Regions from separate parts of the Mus musculus genome. Here regions 1 and 2 are each linked to region 3. The links are chromatin contacts, called in public Hi-C maps. All regions are on one chromosome and are shown on one strand. The core of a region is the stretch at or near the end of the contact, and the rest is flanking DNA. Distances in the headings are between cores, read along the strand shown.

The links. A called contact is a pair of places that touch in the nucleus more often than the background predicts.
Region 1: a contact with region 3 is called in a Hi-C map of cerebral cortex, with 3 times the contacts expected there. The contact joins two enhancer-like sites.
Region 2: a contact with region 3 is called in a Hi-C map of cerebral cortex, with 2.1 times the contacts expected there. The contact joins the promoter of Dock1 here to the enhancer-like site in region 3. A contact is called at or near these places in 3 of 39 promoter capture datasets (cranial neural crest, frontonasal cranial neural crest and maxillary cranial neural crest) and 2 of 484 Hi-C or Micro-C datasets (cerebellum and cerebral cortex).

The regions. Positions count from the first base shown.
Region 1 is chr7:134,773,217-134,775,916 of GRCm38.p6, reverse strand. All of the region lies in intron 18 of Dock1 (dedicator of cytokinesis 1), which reads right to left. Among named protein-coding and RNA genes, the nearest start is that of Dock1, 100 kb to the right of the region's middle. Within about 2 kb of position 1,331, at least 83 of the 459 cell types and tissues checked have an H3K27ac peak or open chromatin away from gene starts, as enhancers often do. A contact at or near this core is called in cerebral cortex, where this site is marked.
Region 2 is chr7:134,669,426-134,672,179 of GRCm38.p6, reverse strand. It overlaps Dock1 (dedicator of cytokinesis 1), which reads right to left and starts at 1,493. Exons shown (of 52, transcript NM_001033420.2): 1 at 1,336-1,493. The coding sequence starts at 1,381.
Region 3 is chr7:134,380,185-134,382,884 of GRCm38.p6, reverse strand. It overlaps a transcript of D7Ertd443e not described here. Among named protein-coding and RNA genes, the nearest start is that of D7Ertd443e, 17 kb to the right of the region's middle. Within about 2 kb of position 1,299, at least 35 of the 459 cell types and tissues checked have an H3K27ac peak or open chromatin away from gene starts, as enhancers often do. A contact at or near this core is called in cerebral cortex, where this site is marked.

The DNA.
Region 1 (2,700 bases), core at 82-2,581, 390 kb before region 3:
AGTGTGGATTATGTAAAGCCAGCTGAGTCACACAGTAACTACAGAACACTGGGCAGGGAGTTTCCCTTGTCTCCTTGGCTGAACAGCGGGTGCGGCGCTGCATAATTTGCAGGGCAGCTAAAAGAATCCAACAATAAAACATGTAGGCAAGCTTATCACAACAGCCAACATAAAACCAGCAGTCGTCCTTCAGATAGGAAAGGAGCTAGAAATTTGGGGCGGAAGTTGACGTGTTGTGATTCTAACTGAAAGTAAAGTAACAAGAAAGGGTCCATCTTGGCCTGACCCTTCTGATCCAAGGGTTGAGGGTGTCTCCGTCTCTGTCTCCGTCTCAGGAGTGATCAATGTCGCTTTAATGGAGACCAATGCATCACCTAAGCCCCAATCATTCCGAGCTGGTATCACGCACCATGTGACTGGGTTGAGTCTGGTCTCTATAGTTTAACTTTCCATTTCTAGTTATTTACTTATCCTTGGGAGGGTGTTATTTCGTTATTGTTCATTTGGGGTTTTTCTTTTCCTTTTTTTTTGGTTGTGGTTGTTTGAGGGATTTTTGTTTTGTTTTGCTTTTTTGGAGGTTTTTTTCCCCCCTTTTTGGGTAGAGGGGCAGTCAGCGATCATTAGATGGATCAGACTAGCCCGGAGCTCACTGCAGAACCCAGACTGTATTTGAACTTGTAAATTCTCCTGCCTCAGCAACCAAACCCCATCCCACCCAACAAAAAACTTGGATTATAACATTTGTACTGCCCATCTGGGCTCTGTATTGCAAATTTGAGGAAAAAGTTCAAATGAGAAAATTCACAAATCACCCCACTGGGCAGTGCTGAAGGAAAAAGTTTGTCCCTCCCCCACAGAGCTACCCAGGCAGGAAAGGCCTCCAGTCCCGGGGACTCAACACAGCTGGGTTCATAATTATCCTTTGTTTCATGACTCCTTTCCCTCTCATTATACAGTAAGCTAATTGAGAGGAGGGATCGCATCTTACAGTTCTTGTCCTATCCCCTATGGCAGCCCACACAGCGCTGAGGACAGAGATCTTTAATACAAACCTTGATGAATAATTCAGCCCCTGCTTTTCTTTCCCTAAGTAATGGAACTTTGCGAGAACAAATTATGGTTTCAGGAAAAATGATTCCCTCAGAGGAGAATTTGGGACTCCACACTCAGGCGCCAACTAGGGCACCCCCATCTTATACACTCCTGGCATGGCACAATCCCAAAAAGGGGTATCAATGCTTGCATGAAATGAAAGCCAGATTCTTCCTTCTGTTCAGTGAGCAGCATCACTTTGGAATTTCCTTGTTGCTTGGCAACAGCTGCTGCAGAGACCAGGGCTCTCTCACTGGGTACCAGGGAGGGAATCACCCTGCAAATGGTGAGATTCAAGGAGCTGTAAGGTAAGAAAGTATTCCACACACCACCCTGGGAGGTTCCCCCCCCCCCGCATGTTTTAAAGAGATACTGTGGATGAGACTTGTTTTGATAGGAAATTATGATCAAATTTCAGACAACTAGCGATGCATCTGGAACACTGACCCACATATAAGACAGTGGCTTCCTCCAAAGTGAGAAGCTGAGCAGAGCTCAGCACCTGCTGAGACACTAAAGCAGACACACTTGGGGTCAATGACCCAGCTGGGGACACCACCCTTAGCCTGCATTGAATGAGGCACAAACATTAGTTCATGTACCCCAATGTAGGTACACGCTGAGAATCTCATTCCTAGTACTGGGACATTCTTTGCACAGCCCAGTCACTAGCTGGAGCCCACATAGCTGACTCATGTCCCTGAGAATCAAACTCCTGCACAATCCTCCCTCCCCCCCCCCCCCACTTACACAAATCCAGTCCTTCTGGGAAGTGGGGGATGGGGGGGGGGGGTCATTTGCTGGTAGCGATTACCACAGGCAGCAAGTAAGAACCCTTCAGAAATGATTCAAACCCACGGTGACTTGGCAACCAGGAAGTGTCCAAATGGTCTCCAAGTATCGGTGTTCACATAGGCTCAAACAACTCAGATGTGTCTGGATGACTCACAGCCTCTCACTAATATTTTACTAGGGAGGCCAAGGGTGGGAAAGCCTCACTGGGCAAAGCTGAGAATGAAGAGAGATGTAAAATGTAAAGAGAGATGGAAGCAGCAGGTGGCGAAAGTTTGAAAGACACCTGACTGGCACGCCTCAGCCCTCAGGACAGCAACATTTCTCCCTTCCAGAGTCCCATCTTCCAAAGGACGGGCTTCTTCCATGCTAGGGTAATCCAGTGCAAGCCCAAACGATGCCTGCTCCTCGGCAAATCTCAAACTCCAGCCATGACTGACAGGCAACACCGAGATGTGATTCCTGATAATGACGGACATTAATAATCACAACTCCTATCAGGCAGTTAAGAGGGAAAAAAATTGGATTTTCAAGCTCCATTTCAAGAGAGCATAAAGTCTCTGCACAGCTATGATACGGCCACATTAGGAGGACGCGGCTTTTAAATGAAGGATTTGTGCAGAGAGCCTCTGCCTCCTCCAGACAGAGTCACGGCAACGGTACTGGTGTGCCCTGAATAAGAAGTATCGCCACCGGGCTGCCATGACTCCGAGGAGGCTGCAAGCAGTGGGAAATGAACTCAGTCAGCCCAGGGCCGAGGCATCAGCTGATGAGTGACCTGCCACATTAGGCTGAGCTTGGTGGACTAGAACCAGC
Region 2 (2,754 bases), core at 244-2,743, 290 kb before region 3:
AGGGGGCAAGTTTCTCCACTACCCGGGAGTCCTCTGCAGGGCCCTCCTTCCTCAACTGCACCCCGACTATCTGGCTTTCTGCTTGCCCCTGCCACTCTTCTAGCTGTTCTTTCAACAGTCCTGGGCAACCCCAAGAGAAAACCTCCCACACCCTGAAGCCATCCTAAGTAGGACCCTCATCCCAAATTAAATAGATGGGACTCTAACAGCCCTTCCCAGCTCTGCCATGGGCCTCTGAAAGGTCGGCCAAGCACAGGTGGAGCTCAGCTCCAGTGTTCACAACGCAGGGAAAAATCCTCCAAACCTGGGTGTGGGCCTAGAGTGGAGGTAGGGGCCCTAGGCTTCTCCAGCCCTGCCCCCATGGCCACCATCTCCTACTTGTTACAGAAATAAGTAACTGGAGTTCAAAGGAAGGACACGGCCTTGTAGACTGGAGTCTCCGGGAAGCTTTCAAAGACAGCGGGCTGGGACATGAACTAGGCCTGCAAGACGGTGCTGAAGGCATGCCTAGAACAGACAGCTGCTGAGAAAGTGCCCCAAGGCAGCCCTTAGGGTGGAAGGCAGCAAGCTCCCCTAAATGCTTGCTTGCAAATCCCCAAGAAATGCCTGCTTGCAAGTCAGAGTCTCTGCTCAGGTGAGGCTGGGCGTCAGAGGATCCTTAGGGAAAAGAGAGCAGGAGCCTGGAAACGGAATGGTCAAATCTGGAATGCCAGCGAGCCCTGAGGCCTAGACAGACCTGACTTTTGATGTGGGCTAGCTGGGGGGCGAGACAAGGTCTGCAGGGCTCTGGGACTGTCTGGCCATTGAGGAAAGCGGGACTCCTTGGATCAAAAGTAAGCTTGCAACCCTACTCCTTCTACCCCCTAGGGAAGCGACAAAGGCAAAACCAGGTCCCCGCCCTCGAGGTCCGTTTCCAGAGCCCCGGGGACACAGGAGCGCCTGAGTGTCCCCTACCATCCAGGGCGGGAAAGGCGGCACCGACCCAACCCGGGAGGCGCAGCCACTCCTCACGCGAGAAAAGGAGGCTTCACAGATCCGAGCGCTGCACAATGAAAAGTGTCCACCCGGAGTCCCGGATGCCAAACAGAAGTTTCCCGAAGAAGCCAAAACGCACACAAACAATGACCCCGGGAGCCCCGCGCACGCAGGAGCACACGGGACTACGACAGAGCGAATGCGCGGGAATGAGGAGCACGGTGGACCCCGGAGGGTCCCCGGGTTCCCCACGCGGGCTCCAGCCCCGGGCGGGCCGGGCTCCGCACCGCGCGGCAACAGGCTGGGCGCCGCGGCGGGGAAGTTGCGCGCGGGGCGGGCGCGGGGCGGCGCGCTGCTCACCCACGCCGTACTTCTCCTCTCGCTTGGTGGGGACCCAGCGCGTCATGGTGGCGCTGGCCGCAGCCCACTGGAGCCGCCGCTGCTGCCGCCGCTGCTCGGGCAGGAAACTCTGCGCCTAGGCCGCCATCTTCCATTCCTTCCCCGCCGCGACAGGATGGGGAGGAAAAAGTTTGCGGCGGAGGCGGTGTCATGTGGGACGGGGCGGGCGGAGCGTCGCGGGCCGGATGGGAAAGGCCGGGAGCGCCGGCGAGAGGCGGGACGGCGGCCGGCTGTAGCCCGCCCAGGCGCGCGTGCCCTGGGGCTCGGCCCGCCGGGTCCCTCGAGGGACCCAGGCTGCTTCCCGGAGCCCATGGACGCCCTGCATGCTGCAGGAACCGTGCAACTCACATCCTCTACTTTCCACTAAACACCGTGCACCTCGCACCTACTAATCTGCACTGTATGGTCCTCACCCTGCACTGTCTACTCTGCACCGCATCCAGCACTCTTTACCCACACTCTACTTTGAACACCGAGCACCCAGCATCCCAAACACTCTGCACTCTGTACCATACAGGGTACACACATACACACACACACACACACACAACACACACACACCACGCACACCATCCTGAACACTGTACCCTGCACCTCACAAAGTGCTATCTTTTCACACACAAGCGTGCACGCGCGAACACACACACCACAAATCCTTATAGCCCTCTAGGCCTGGATCTAACACAAATAGTCAGACACCACACATGTACTCACTGGTGTGAAGTGCGGAAACCCCAGTTCTGACCTGGTGGAGAGCGTTGGAGCAGAGCTAGGAGTTCATCGTAGTTCATTCATTCATTCAAAGTGGGCACCCATTTTGCCAGGGTCTGAGCGCATTGAGCGTGCCTAGTAGCTGATGGGAGTGGTGATGTACAGTCAGCACTGGTAAGAGAAGCCTAGGAAAAGACTTTGCAGCCCCTGGGTGTTTCTAACAGCCCAGATCTCTTTGGGTGTTGAGGGTCTGGAGCAGCACAATGAGGCTCCTAGTTTGCAGCAACTTTGAGGCGTTCAGTAGGAACTGGGCCTGCTGAAGTGGGGAAAGAGAGGAAGTGGGAAGAGAAAGGAAGCCAGTTCCAGCTTAGAACAAGCAGCTCCTAGCAACTCTAATCTGAAGGAGGCTGGTCTCAGACTCACCCAGTGCCAGCCACCCACAAGTGCAATACTTCCGATTTCTTCAAGGCCTGCCCATAGACACACCCTGAGCGTTCATTAGAATCCAAGAAAAGGTTAAAACTAAGGGGAGGGGTGCAAGGGGACCTCGGGTCCACAGCAAGCTATTAGAAGGGGCAAATGAGATTGCATATTCTACTGTGTGCCCTCTCTTGCATCCTAGAAACAATGACAAAGACACCAGCCTGGGAATCTTCAAGGACTAAAGGA
Region 3 (2,700 bases), core at 50-2,549:
GTGTTAATTTGTTTTCTCCTGGTATTTCCTTGTTGAATGCTGCTGTTCTTCACAGTTATTGTCCCTTGTAGATTGGTTTGACTCTAGGTCAATGAGTCCTACTTTCTTTTTAAATTTTTATTTATTTTTTAATGTATGCATATGTGTGTCTAAACCGACATATGTGTGGGTGCCTTGTAGAGACCATAGCAGGGTATCAGATCTTCTGGATTTGGAGTTTCAGGCACTTGAGGATTCCTGAGTTGGGAATTGAACTCAGGTCCTATGAAAGAGCTGCAAGCTCCCTTAGCTGCTGCGCATCTTTCTAGCCCATCTCTCACTCTCTGATCTCACAATGCTGGCAGGTCCTGTGGTCTTACTTCCCCGATTTTTACATCTTGTTTGGCTCTTCATGATTTACTACACCGAGTCTCATTATTTATAATGAGTTCTCCCCAAATCCATAAGTCATATAATACACTTAGCAAAGTACTTGCTAAGACCTTTAGAATATGTTGCTTTTAGAAATGTTGTCTATTTTCATAGAAAGCACCAGAAAAAGCATTATTTATTTTGCTTCTTTTCCCTCAGAGTTTAATGTTTAGCTATTTTGTGAGTATTCTAGTTATGGGATGGATTGATCTCTATACTATTTAGCCTGTGTGAGTAGAAGAGAAGAAAACCGTAAGATGTGTGTATTTATTGACTTTTAAATAAGAATTTTAAATAAGAGCAGTAGCTGGAGGTGACTGCTTTGAATGAAACCTTTGTCCTGCCATGAAGTATGACTGAAGAGGCTCCCGTGAGCAATTAAGAATCCCTACATAGTACACACACACACACACACACACACACACACACACACACACACGCCCCTACTTACACCAATATCAGCCTTTCCACTACAGAACAGACCTGGCAGAGATTTGCTATTCTATTCATGACAGGTCTATTTTCCCTGCTAGATGCACTATTCCTAACTAGAATAGGATTTCTGAGAATTCCAATGTGAAAAGCCTTTCCCAAGTGCTCCAAAACGCCGTCAGAGTTCCCTCGTACTGTTCTACTCAGTGTCTGGACTGTGGGGGCCTCCTCCAGCCTCGTGCTCCCTGCAACCCTGGAGGTTTAATCAACTTCAAAGCTACTTTAGCTCCAGGCTCAGTTTCCTGTAGCCAAGAGTCTCTTGCCCATCAGCAAGGACCAGCTTCTGGCAGTGACTCAGCTGGCACGGTGCCTCCCACCATCATGTTAAATGTTTCATAATGCTTTGGCTTTGGGGCTTCCCCACACAGTTAGCAGATGGCTTTGCTTTTGGTTACTCTGAAGGGAAACTCCTTCAAGTCTAGAATAAGCAGAGGCCAGAGGCAAGGCTCCCAGTATGGACTTCCAGATATATAGCTACTTGGGTTAAAATCTCACCCTTCCCCTTGGGGGCCAGAGGGGGCGCTAGATCCATTTGTTTGCTTCTCTGAGCCACAGCTCCCAGAAATGTCAAATAGTTAAATGAGAAAAGGAGATGAGGACCTGTGACCACAGGTGCCAAGTGTACACTTCTCAGAGAGGCTGTGACAAACTGCCACAGCAGCAAGGAGGCTGAGACAGACTCGGACAAACTCACACCTGGAACCTCCGGATACCCACGATTGAGGTGATGGCAAGGTGGGTTCATTCCCAAGTCCAGAAACTTGCCTCAGGCTTCCTCCAGCTTCTGGTGGCTTTTAAGTGATCGTTGGGGTCTCTTGTCTTATAGAAACAACACCATGTCTCTACGCATGCCATTTTGTTTTGGAGGTAGAGTTTTTTTGTTATTTTTGTTTGGTTGGTTTTGTTTTTTGAGACAGGGTTTCTCTGTGTAGCCCTGGCTCTCCTGGAACTTACTCTGTAGACAAGGCTGGCTTTGAACTCAGAAATTCGCCTGCCTTTGCCTCCCAAGTGCTGGGATTAAAGGCATGAGCTGCCATAGAGTCTTATGTATCCCAGGCTGGCCTCCAACTCATTAAATAGGCAAGAATGATTTTTAATAAGCCCAAACTTTCTGATCACCCTTCCTCTGTCTTCTGAGTGTTGGATTATGGGTGTGTGCCACCACGCCCAGATTATACATTGCTAGGGATCAAACTGAGGGCTCTGGGCTAGACAACAGCTCTACCAACCGAGCTACGTGTCCAGCCCCTTCTGCCTGCACCTCTGCTTGACACTTTCCATGTGTGTGTTTCTGCCTCTAGTTTCCCATTTACACACTAGTCAGATTTGATTAGAAACCACCCTGACCCAAGACCTCATTTTAACGTGATTATATCTTTAAAGGTCCTCTCCCCACATGGGGTCACAATTTGACATGCTGGGGTTAGTATTTGAACACAGGGATTTTGAGGGAACATGGTTCAACCCACAACAACATTCAATAAACATGATCAAGGGTGATGTTTTTTTCTTTTCCAGTAACACGCCAAACCCTGGGGAATCAAGTCCAGATGAAAGAGAGCAATCTGTGCTGGGGGAGAAATCAAAGAACTGTAAGACAAGAAGGAGTTTGCATCTGTTGAGCCAAGCCATAGGGAAACTTGAAAACAGTGGGGTATCTGAGGCTCTAAATCTTGCAGGAGAACGGCCTGTGAAGCTAGGATCAGAGGCCTCTGGGTGCGTGCGTACATGTGCACCACAGGGCTGACACGTGGGGAGGTTCTTTACTCTGGTCACTGCCATCAGAAGCTCCATCTG